Regions from separate parts of the Mus musculus genome. Here all the other regions are linked to region 1. Evidence: chromatin contacts called from public HiChIP or PLAC-seq and promoter capture Hi-C data. All regions are on one chromosome and are shown on one strand. The core of a region is the stretch at or near the end of the contact, and the rest is flanking DNA. Distances in the headings are between cores, read along the strand shown. Region 1 holds the start of Cln5 (ceroid-lipofuscinosis, neuronal 5). Region 2 overlaps Gm34907 (a long non-coding RNA gene). Region 3 has its middle 16 kb from the start of Gm34758. Region 4 overlaps Scel (sciellin).

Region 1 (2,706 bases), core at 198-2,697:
GATCTGTCTTCGGACGGAAAGAGAAGCGCCTGGTGAGAAAGAGAACCATCCTCAGAATTGCTCTTCTAACAATCTTAACACGGGGACAAAACCTGATCTAACTTACAGCTATATACCAGTTGTCAGGTGGGAATGTCAATCGGGGCTTCTTTAGAGTCAAAAGACCAGTCAGCCTCCGTCTCCTGGTATTAGATAAAATACTTTGAGATTTACAATCTCTTTCTTGTTTTATTGGGTATTTAAGGTTTTTTTTTTCTTGTGAATATTTTCATGAAAACCAACCTCAACCCTAAACTTTTTTTTCTCTCATATATATTTAGAAGAACCAATTCATGAACAGAACACATGAATATTTAAGTTTGGCAACTGCTGGTTTTCACCAGAAATGCGAGGGCTACTATCATTTCCTGTTTTCTGTCCAGGGTATGTGAGCATGAAGATTCTGAGTTAAATTCCCTAAGACCGCACAGAGGATGAGCAAATGGGACCAGATTTGGTCTGCAGCCTTCAGAACTAAGAACTCCTTAGAGGAACATGCATCATGCCATGAACCCCCCCGCCCCTCATTCTGTTATGCAAAACATATGCTTTCAAAAGCTGCATCTCTTTCCACTTCACTATGCCCACGCCAGCCACCACTCCACCCACCCCTGTCCCCCGCAACCCCGAAGACCGAGCGCTTCTTGTTTCGCAATTCCCCACAGGCTGTCAAAACTTAGCTAAGTCAAAGACTGCGATCACCTCCTCAGGTCCGGAGCCCTACCTACCCTCCAGGTTGAAGTGGACCAACAAGGTGATCCTGACTAGCCTAGGGAGGAAATTCCCCGGGTCAGTCAGCTAAATTCCCCATTTAGCTCAGTAAGGACACAGGGGAGCAAGCAGGCTCCCTGTAAATTCTCCCCAAATGTTATGCAATGGCAGCTAACGATAAGGCATGAAATAATTGCAGTGTTTAAAACATTTTAACCTGCTCTCCAAGTCAGTAGCACCTAAAAGTCACTCCGTGCAGTGATGTCACTCTCCATTCCTCCCAGGACTCTGAACTGCCCAGAACCGGTGAGGATCCCCGAGTTGCCAACTATTTAGGAACTATGCTCTTAGTGTCGCCCGCCCTGTGCCCTGCGTCCCCGGGCGCGCTAAGGTATCGGATCCGCCCTCTCCAAGTCCCCTCCCCGCCCCGCTCCGTCTCACTCACTTGTAGGGCACCGGCCAGCGTTGCCCAGACGTCGGGGACGCGCCCAGAATCGTCGCCAGCCCGAGCAGCGCCAGCGCGAGCGCCGGGCGCCAGTGCGCTCCACATGGCCCCCCGCGCAGCATCCGCGGCTCCCTGAGATCCCGGAGGCTCCGGGGCCCCGGCGTCGGCCTTGCGTGCGCGCCGCCGCGAGGAGCCAGCCAAGCACCAGCGCCGGCTTGGCCGTGTGACCTCCGGGCGCGTGACGCCTCCCCTGTCCCGGCCGGGGCGGGGCGCCTCTGTTCCAGCGCGCGTGCGCTGGACGCTAAAAAGCCCTGTCCTCCCGGAAGGGTGAGACTGGTACTGCAAAACTCACTCCAGCCTGGTGGATGTGTGCTATGCCTCTAGCGCAAAGGTGCTTTCTGCCCTCCCCGCAGCCATCACCAGCCAAACCGTAACAACAATAAAACACTTATGAACTTTCTTGACCCACATGGCCCAGGCCAGTCTCCAACACAAATCTTCTGCTTGGAGACACTGGGTGCTCAGCGGAATTAAAAAATGAGGACATTACAGGAAATGATTGCCCTCTCCTGGCCTCTCTGAGAATGTTGCAAAGATCAGCAATGACAATATGCTTTCCGTGCTGCCATCGGCATCACCAGACTTGGACTGCTCTGCTCCGGTTCTGTCCTCTGCCACACTTAGTATTATCCGTGACTCTTCAAAGCTTAAGACCGACCAATAGAGCTAGGTTTAATCCATTTATCCTCCGGTCCTCCTTTGTCCAGTAAGTGTAAGATTGCTAAGAGCATCACGCCATACGGAATCAGGCTGTTCAGGCCACTGCACTGAGTGATGGCAACCAAGATCACTCACGTACGCTGGAGATGAGACTGGAACAGGCAGTATTTTGGAGATCTCCTAGCAAACCCACTATGTGTATGCACATAGGAGCTGCATGAGGTCTGAACTACAAAGCGAACACGGGATCCTTTTTGCTTGCCAACTCTGAAGCTCAAGAAGAGATAGAAATGTCAGATCCAGAAACCCTTTATCAAAAGTTTTGGACCTATCTGGGTTGTAGTGTGAGGCTGATATTCTCAGAGATTCCTCTGCCAAAGGTTCTAGCTGTTTCGTCCTTGCTGATGTATTTTCCAAAAGGAAAAAAAAAAAAATTAAGTCTGTAAATTTTAGGAGACAAAGTTTCTCAGGGAATGAAAAAAACAGGGTGTCATCATGATACTTTAACGTGTCCTAGCAGGTGATGGCTGGCTTTCTCTTTTTGACTTCAGGATGATAACTAGCCAGGCAAACGTGTTAAGTTCAAGCTCATCTTTGCTTTCTTATTTATAACTCTGTGAACTAAATAAATCACTATTCTGAGAAGGGTTTCCAGGTTGCTAAAGGTTCTGTCAAACACGACATGCTTTTTTGCTTCGGACACACCAATTTTCTAACCACATTTTAATGAAAGAGTAATGATATTTTAACTAGGTTTGTAGGCCTTAGATATACTCACCTGCTTTATAGGT
Region 2 (2,700 bases), core at 133-2,632, 410 kb before region 1:
CACCATGTCACCTATGCGGGCCCTGAACGCTTGATCCTAGTGTCCTAGCCGCCCTAATGTCAGCGTCACAGGCAAACATTAACAAAATCCAATTCCAAATTATTCACTGAACAAGTATATATTTTTAAAGATAAATATTTTTCAATATTTATTTATTTATTTCATGTATATGAGTACACTATCGCTGTCTTCAGACACAGCAGAAAGGATATAAGCAGAGTATTGAGTGAAGCGACGCTGAAGACCCTTAAGGGCAAGAATATACTCTTTGCCTTTCCTCACTTGAAGTGGGTCCCATTACAGATGGTTGTGAGCCACCATGTGGTTGCTAGGAATTGAACTCAGGACCCTCTGGAAGAGCAGTCAGTGCTCTTAACTGCTGAGCTATCTCTCCAGCCTCGGTAAATATTTTTTTTTCCATTTTTTATTAGGTATTTAGCTCATTTACATTTCCAATGCTATACCAAAAGTCCCCCATACCCACCCACCCCCACTCCCCTACCCACCCACTCCCCTTTTTTGGCCCTGGCGTTCCCCTGTACTGGGGCATATAAAATTTGCGTGTCCAATGGGCCTCTCTTTCCAGTGATGGCCGACTAGACCATCTTTTGATACATATGCAGCTAGAGTCAAGAGCTCCAGGGTACTGGTTAGTTCATAAAGTTGTCCCACCTATAGGGTTGCAGATCCCTTTAGCTCCTTGGGTATTTTCTCTAGCTCCTCCATTGGGAGCCCTGTGATCCATCCATTAGCTGACTGTGAGCATCCACTTCTGTGTTTGCTAGGCCCCGGCATAGTCTCACAAGAGACAGCTACATCTGGGTCTTTTCAATAAAATCTTGCTAGTGTATGCAATGGTGTCAGCGTTTGGATGCTGATTATGGGGTGGATCCCTGGATATGGCAGTCTCTACATGGTCCATCCTTTCATCTCAGCTCCAAACTTTGTCTCTGTAACTCCTTCCATGGGTGTTTTGTTCCCAATTCTAAGGAGGGGCATAGTGTCCACACTTCAGTCTATTTAAAAGAAAATATATTTTCAAAGATAAAATATATTTCAACTACTTCATTAATGCTAAGTGTTCACAGTGGGTCTTGATATACCAAGTGAATTAAATGGGGGTAAGCACACAGAAAATCAGCTTTCACGTGATCAATTTGAACCATTTAACATTTTTATGTAAGTCATCATAAAAGCTGACTAGCGACATAGGTCCTCAGAGTGTGCCCTCTTCACTTCTGTCACCATTTCAAGAATGGTTTTCAGTCACCAGATTTTTTTTCTTTCCACAAATATAAAACAGACACTGAAACACTCAGTGCTTCTATTGCTTAATATAAAAAAGTTGTGTCAGATGAATGGGACGAAAGAGGAAGATGCAGAGGTCGGGGACTTGGCAGCTCTCTCACTGACGAAGGAAAACGTTAGTGAACCTTAAGGAGATAAAGAGTGGGGGTGTGGATCCTTCTCTACCAGACCAGATCAAGTCAGCCCTTCACAAGGAGTACTAAAGGGTGTCCCTGAGAGGAGAGACCTGTGTGGCCTTGAAGAATCAAGTCACTGCTCATTCATTCAACCGAGCATTGACAGAGCGGTGGTGTTTAAACAGTGATCGGATTATTCTCTGAAAAAATCCTGATAAGGGGAAAATCAACCATTTCTCATAGGTGGCCTCTTTATAGTGTTCTGTAACATACCCCACTGTTAACAACTTCACCGATGTCTCTTGACTACACTGACACACACACACACACACACACACACACACACACACTCACACCATACTAAGAAGGAGATTACATCCTTCAAATCTTTTTCTTCTCATAAGCACAATAGTTCACTCAACCCTACACGAAGTTTATGACTACAAAACAGCGTTTTCCTCATTCCTGAGTATTAGGTAGGCCTGCGGCTATGATATGATGTTACTTCTATGGTTGTGTTATACTACATGGCAAAAGTAGGAGTGGGTCACATAATTAAGTCTCTAATCATCAGTTCACCCTGGCTTTTTCAGTAGGAAAATATCCTGAGGAAGAGGGGTGAGGCCAGATCAAGTGATCTCTTTGCAAGGGCTACTGAAGGTTGCCCCTGGAAGGAGAGATCCCACGGCCTTGAAGAATCAAGTTCCTGTACATTCAATGACAGAAGGAAGAGAACTCTGTCAACAGCTATTTAGGCCCAGACTCAGATTAAAGCAGAGTTCAGTGTCACCTAAAGCAAAACCTTTGAGTCTCATTAGGGAAACCTTTAAGCCATGGCAAGATCTCTGAGCCAGGCAAGCTGTGAAATCATCGATGTCTTCGCTTGCTAAGTCTTTGGGAATTGATCGTCATCAAAACAGTGTTTGCAGGGGGTCTCTGTAGTTTAAAAACTAAGTGTGGGCTTCAAGACTCCGCATTTTCTGTTCTGGTAGGAGTCTGTTGCGAAGAGCAGTTTCCTTGATGAGGGATGAAGACCACAATTATCTGTGGGTTTAAAGACTGTATACCTATAGGACAGTCAGTCCTACAACTAAAGCCCAAGGAACACTGTGGAAGAGAAGACAGAAAGGCAACAAGAATCAGAGCATCAGGGAGTTTGCAGAGAGTCTGTCTCCTAGGAGCATCAGAAGCTATCCTCAGATGAAATCACACCAACATGACGGCCCAAGTATGAGCTGAACAAAGATGACACCGGAAGACCACAAACTGGGTAGGG
Region 3 (2,700 bases), core at 124-2,623, 290 kb before region 1:
TGGCAACGAGTTAGTAATTGTTAAACTTAGTGGATGAATCAGGTATGTTATCATATCATTTAACTTTACATTTGAAAATTTAAAATACAAAGTGGTGAAAATATAAGTTTAAGGGACTGGAGGAATGGATCAGAGTCCATACTGGTCTTACAGAGAAAATGAGTTCAGTTCCCAGCACTCATGTGAGCAGAACCCTCTGCTAACTCCAGATGCTGTGAGTCTGACACCCTTGGTCTCTCTCTGCTAGCACTATCCTTACATGTACATCTTTCCTTCAGACTCACACACATAATTAGATTTTTTTTATCTTAAAAATGAATTTAACATTTTCATTTAAATATAAGTCTGTACACAAGATGTTAGTTGTGAAAATAATGTGACAAATACAAAATCCACCAGTCTAAGAATTAGAACAATAGCATTGTTTTTTATATTTATGGTCTTCATTCTACACTCCACCTCCTCATCTTGATATTTTAAATTTTATAACAGAAATTTTTGAGTATGTACAACATGCTAGTTAGGTTCCTATTTTTTTTTTACTTTTCCAACTTGACTCAAGCTAGGGCCATGCAGAAACCTCAGTTGAGACCATGCATCCGTCACATTGGTCTGTAGGCAAGTCTGTGAGATGAAGTGAACACTTCCCTCCACAAACTGCTTTGGCCATGGTGTTTATCACAGCAATGGGAACCTAACCAGGACTACACACTGTCCCACCCCTGAATGTGCTGCTTTGTGTTAGGATATTGGAGATTATCCATAGAGAACCCCTTTGATTTGTAAAGTCAATAAAACCTCTGGAACATATCCTGCCAAGAACACTCTGTAAATGAAGACTCGGAGACATTTAGTGCACTGCAAAGTCATGTCAGATGTGAAAATCCCAAACTCAAATCTTAAACATTCTGTGAATGTACACCATTTTCAATAAGGATCAAAGCAGTGTTGTTTTGAACATTGCTTTAAAATAAAAAAAAATGGTATTTCATAAAAAGTAGAGACTATGTCTTGTAGCTGGAATCACCTGAAAAACTAACCCAGTTGATTGATTCATTGCTGCTGTGAAAATAGATTGCAACACACAGGTGAAACTTACTTTTCCGTTGTGAGAAGCAGTTGGGTGGAAAGCCAGCATGCCACTAGAGTACACTGAGATGCTATCTGTAGTTAGTATGGTAGTACAGAGTTAAGGATAAAGAAGGATTTCTGCTTAGTAAACGAATGAGACTGAGAAGCATGAAAGGAAAAAGGAAAGGAGAGAGAGAGAAAGGGGGAGAGGGGAGAAAGGAGGGGAGGGAGAGAGGTGGGGAGAGTGGGGAGAAGAGAGAAAGAGTGTGCTGAGTCACCGTGTAGAGAATGATTAAAGAGGAAATAAGAAGAGGAAGTGGTTTATTGAATAGGGTTGAGATATATATATATATATATATTGACTTGAGATGATTTAAGTCTCTGTTGGCAGAAAATATAACAATCATCATAGAAAAAAAAGCTAACACATTATTAGATGAAACTGTTAAAGCCACTGAACAGTTAGTTTTCATGTGGATCACACTTCTGCTGAGGCTCTACTTGCTGTCCTTTGGGTTGACTGTAGAGCAGTAGAACGGTATATGTGCTAGATTTCCTCACTCTTGTTTAGTTACACACACACACACACACACTCATGCATGCACACATGCACAGACATGCACACACACACAGGCGTGCACACACACACACACTCATGCACACACACCTACACAGGCATGCACACACACTCATGCACACACACATACACAGGCATGCACACACACACACACATACACACTCATGCACGCACACATGCACACACTGAGTCCTTTATTACTATAACAATCCTTTCTGTTCCTTAAGGTTCAGGAAAGTGTGGGTATACATCACAGAACTAGTAAGGGTTAAAAATGAGTTTGAACTAAAGTGTCTCTAGTTACCATGTAAAGCTTTTTATTTTCTAGGCTAGAAAACTAACTCAACAGCCTAAATAAATTCAGAAGCTGAGCTAAACTTCATAAGATCTTCAGATCTTAAATGTAAGATTAGACAAGTTAAATATGAATATGAATGGGTCCAAAAATGATAATCAATAGAATAATTAAATTAATCCATTAACTAATTTAATCTCACAGTAAAGAGCCCATGAGAGGAAAAGATGAAGAAAGGTCTAGTGGAGCAGGGGACAGTAGAACACATGTGATCTGAGTGTAGAAGGGGGAATACTGGGAATGGAAAGGCCTGAGCTATGATCCTGCCTGTTGAAGGCAGAGAGAGTGGAGGGAATGTTATTTTAAAAAAAAGTTTATATTAAAAGGAAGCCATAAGGAAGCCTACTGCTTCATAAATTGATTTAAAAATACAATCTAAACAAGAGCATTTTCATGGAGGTACTCTGCCTGAGTGGATAATGCTGTTCTCAAAAATCACTTATTACTAAATAAAAGTCTTAATGACTTCCTGTAGCAGTGGTTCTCTACCTATGGGTTATAGATCTTTGAGAGGTTTGGGTTGAATAACTCTTTCACAGGGGTCACCTAAGACTATCCTGTAATCAGATATTTATATTGCAGTTCATAACAGTAGAAAAATTAGTTATGAAGAAGCAAAGAAAATGATTTTATGGTTGTGGGTCACCACAACATGAGGAACTCTATTCAAGGGTCACAGCATTAGGAAGGCTGAGAA
Region 4 (2,782 bases), core at 119-2,618, 490 kb before region 1:
ATTTTGCGTCATCACGCAAGCACAGTAAGTGGCTCCCTGGTACTACATATGAGCTTCTTTAGGGTTGATGCTAACTCACAAGCTGCTGTAGAAGTAGCCAAGAAGGTTTCTCACATTTCAGATCTCAAAGAAAAGTTGGTTTGGAGACTTTTAACTAACTCTTGACTTAAATATTATCAGCACGTGACACCTCGGTGCTGACAAAATATAAACTATGACATCAGCCAACTTTCAAGGAGGCACCCAAGTCAGCCCCAAAAGGCCGCATGATTGAGGGACAAGGGAACGGGAAATGGACAAGAATGTCTAACTGTAAATAAAGTCAGCGCATCCTGAAATCACGTGACTCTCCGGCTCCCCCTCCCCCCTTTCCCCCTCCCCTGGCTCCCTCCACTGCCACTTCTGTGTTTCCCTTCTCCATTGTTGTCTTGATGCAGAGCACGAAAGGCTTTTCCCAATCTGATCCCCTCATCTTCACAGCCCGCTGAGTAGATCTGCACCCGGGATAAAGCTACCTGCATGGGCAGCTCAGCTCCAAGGCAACCTTATCCTACGTTGTCATCTGTAGGAAGATCTCTAACAGGATTGGTGAGGATTTTCAGGACTGAATGAGATCATAGTTTTAGTCAGCAAACATCGCTTGGTAGCTTTCTGTGTGTGATGCGCTTTATGTAGTAGATAATGCGCTCTCTCTCTCTCTCTCTCTCTCTCTCTCTCTTTGTTAAAGATTTATTTATTTATTTTATGTATATGAGTACACTGTAGCTGTAAGATGGTTGTGAACCATCACGTGGTTTGCTGGGAATTGAACTTAGGACCTCTGCTTGCTCCAGCCCTGCTCACTCTGGCCCAAAGATTTATTTATCATTATATCTAAGTACAGTGTAGCTGTCTTCAGACACACCAGAAGAGGGCATCAGATCTCACCACAGATGGTTATGAGCCACCATGTGGTTGCTGGAATTTGAACTTAGGACCTTCAGACGAGCAGCATTCAGTACTCTTAACAGCTGAGCCATCTCTCCAGCCTTAGATAATGCTTCTTGTTTCCAACAGGCTTTAAATATACAAATAAGTGATGTTGTATTTGTATCAACATCAAGAAGGGAAGGAAAAAAAGGGAAGAAAGGAGGAAAGGAAGGAAGGAAGGGAGGGAGGGAGGGAGGGAGGGAGGGAGGGAGGAAGGAAGGAAGGAAGGAAGGAAGGGAGAGAGAGAGAGAGAGAGAGCGAGCGAGAGAGAAAGACAGACCAGAGTGAAGACATAGCATAAAAGGGCTAGGGACTCCATTTTATTAGCATGGCCCGGGGGAAAGCCTCTGTGTAAGGTGACATTAGAGCTGAAACTTGCAGGAAGTGATAAATACCCTGAGGACAGCTGGAACACCAGCTTGAAGATGACATTTGACACTTGAAACTTCATGAGGTAAGCAAAGAGACTATTGTAAAGAGAGACAAACTGAGAGGAAGGGTTCTGGCCTCACATCGCATGGCATTTCAGGGTCAAGCATGTGAGAAGTGAGAGGGAAGGAGCCCACGGGAGGAGGACGGTCAAGGAAAGGAAGGTAAAAGTGAGGAGGTGTTGTGTTTCCTGGAAACCAGCTGAGCAAAGGCTGGCCCAGCCTGACGGACAAACCAAGGAGGACAAGGACTTTGAGGTTAGCATGGCTTTGCCATAGTGGTCAGGACACTGGTAACTCTGACAGAAACAGTCCTGACAGGACAGTGAGTGTTTGGGCGTGGAGCTGTATACACTATAGGAGAAGATTTAGGAGATAATGGGAAAGAAGGAAAATGAATTGAAATTGATATTTTTGGAAGGAACAAGGGTACATGACTGCATGTTTGTGTGTGTGCCTCTGTGTGTGTGTGTGTGTGTGCGTGTGTGTGTGTGTGTGCATGTGTGCACGTGTGTGTGTGTGTGTGTGTGTGTGTGTGTGTGTGTGTCTGCCTCTGTGTGTGTTTGGTCTCTGGTAGAAGCACAGACTCACTGCATCAAAAGGAACAGAGGAGACCAGAACTGCTGAGTCACCTCAGTTGATTTGGGGCAGAGAAAGTTGTCTTTTGTTTATTTCTATTATCGAAGGAAGAAAAAGAAAAAGAAAATCAAAGCCATTGATTCAAAGTGAGGAAAGCACGTTGAGAGCAAGACAGGCGAGCATATGAAGGCGTTCCCTAAAGGAGCAGGAGGGTGAGCAGACCCCGGTAACAGCATGCTAGTTTAAGAGATTTCTATATGTCAAGAACTCTTCTAAGTGCTTCTTGTTGACTAATTAACTCAGTCAGTGCTTATTATAATCCCAGAGCCAGGTGTTATTTTTTCTCCCCATTATACAGAAAAGACTGACTCTTTGTCAGTGAAAATAATACATGCTGGGATTATTCCATTTGATCGACACCACCATCTTTTCTCAAAAAAGCAGTGGTGGTGCACGCCTTTAATACCAGCACTTGGGAGGCAGAGGCAGGCGGATTTCTGAGTTCGAGGCCAGCCTGGTCTACAGAGTGAGTTTCAGGATGCCAGGGCTACACAGAGAAACCCTGACTTGAAAGAAAAAAAAAACAACCAAACAAACAAACAAACAAACATGTGTTGGGTACATACGTCAACTGATAACTGGTAGTGTATCTGCGAGGATTTGATGATCAAATCCTCCCCTTCCAGAAGTAGACAGAAGATAAAGATCATTCCCGGGTAAGAGTAGGACTGCATAGGGCACTGGATACGCAGCATACGGGCAGGGCAGCACTAACCACATGGACGGACGGTTATAAAACGGAGACA

The links. Promoter capture Hi-C pulls out the DNA fragments that hold promoters and counts their contacts. HiChIP or PLAC-seq counts read pairs in DNA pulled down with a chosen protein or histone mark.
Region 2: an H3K27ac HiChIP or PLAC-seq map of microglia shows a contact between it and region 1, with 8 times the contacts expected there. The contact joins the enhancer-like site here to the promoter of Cln5 in region 1. A contact is called at or near these places in 15 of 39 promoter capture datasets (the 3T3-L1 cell line, 3T3-L1-derived adipocytes, the C10 cell line and 10 more), 4 of 15 datasets of contacts at CTCF or cohesin (the NIH/3T3 cell line, large pre-B cells, pro-B cells and 1 more), 52 of 484 Hi-C or Micro-C datasets (the 3T3-L1 cell line, the AML12 cell line, B cells and 35 more), 26 of 115 datasets of contacts at active chromatin or transcription factors (the 230-238 cell line, the NIH/3T3 cell line, acute myeloid leukemia and 16 more) and 3 of 9 other capture datasets (adipose tissue, embryonic stem cells and liver).
Region 3: a contact with region 1 is called in a promoter capture Hi-C map of pre-B cells, with 3 times the contacts expected there. The contact joins the enhancer-like site here to the promoter of Cln5 in region 1. A contact is called at or near these places in 2 of 39 promoter capture datasets (neutrophils and pre-B cells), 5 of 484 Hi-C or Micro-C datasets (the G1E-ER4 cell line, embryonic stem cells, natural killer cells and 1 more), 10 of 115 datasets of contacts at active chromatin or transcription factors (the 230-238 cell line, bone marrow-derived macrophages, embryonic basal ganglia and 6 more) and 3 of 9 other capture datasets (adipose tissue, liver and macrophages).
Region 4: a contact with region 1 is called in a promoter capture Hi-C map of trophoblast stem cells, with 4 times the contacts expected there. The contact joins the enhancer-like site here to the promoter of Cln5 in region 1. A contact is called at or near these places in 2 of 39 promoter capture datasets (pre-B cells and trophoblast stem cells), 2 of 15 datasets of contacts at CTCF or cohesin (the NIH/3T3 cell line and embryonic stem cells), 28 of 484 Hi-C or Micro-C datasets (the 3T3-L1 cell line, the AML12 cell line, B cells and 18 more), 18 of 115 datasets of contacts at active chromatin or transcription factors (the 230-238 cell line, acute myeloid leukemia, bone marrow-derived macrophages and 10 more) and 2 of 9 other capture datasets (embryonic stem cells and liver).

The regions. Positions count from the first base shown.
Region 1 is chr14:103,068,957-103,071,662 of GRCm38.p6, reverse strand. It overlaps Cln5 (ceroid-lipofuscinosis, neuronal 5), which reads right to left and starts at 1,447. Exons shown (of 4, transcript NM_001033242.1): 1 at 1,196-1,447; 2 at 1-29. The coding sequence starts at 1,317.
Region 2 is chr14:103,480,418-103,483,117 of GRCm38.p6, reverse strand. All of the region lies in intron 2 of Gm34907 (a long non-coding RNA gene), which reads right to left. Among named protein-coding and RNA genes, the nearest start is that of Gm34907, 18 kb to the right of the region's middle. Within about 2 kb of position 1,382, at least 11 of the 459 cell types and tissues checked have an H3K27ac peak or open chromatin away from gene starts, as enhancers often do. A contact at or near this core is called in adipose tissue, bone marrow-derived macrophages and microglia, where this site is marked.
Region 3 is chr14:103,362,009-103,364,708 of GRCm38.p6, reverse strand. No RefSeq gene overlaps it. Among named protein-coding and RNA genes, the nearest start is that of Gm34758, 16 kb to the right of the region's middle. Within about 2 kb of position 1,373, at least 42 of the 459 cell types and tissues checked have an H3K27ac peak or open chromatin away from gene starts, as enhancers often do. A contact at or near this core is called in the G1E-ER4 cell line, bone marrow-derived macrophages, neutrophils and 2 more, where this site is marked.
Region 4 is chr14:103,557,172-103,559,953 of GRCm38.p6, reverse strand. All of the region lies in intron 8 of Scel (sciellin), which reads right to left. Among named protein-coding and RNA genes, the nearest start is that of Scel, 45 kb to the right of the region's middle. Within about 2 kb of position 1,368, at least 2 of the 459 cell types and tissues checked have an H3K27ac peak or open chromatin away from gene starts, as enhancers often do. A contact at or near this core is called in trophoblast stem cells, where this site is marked.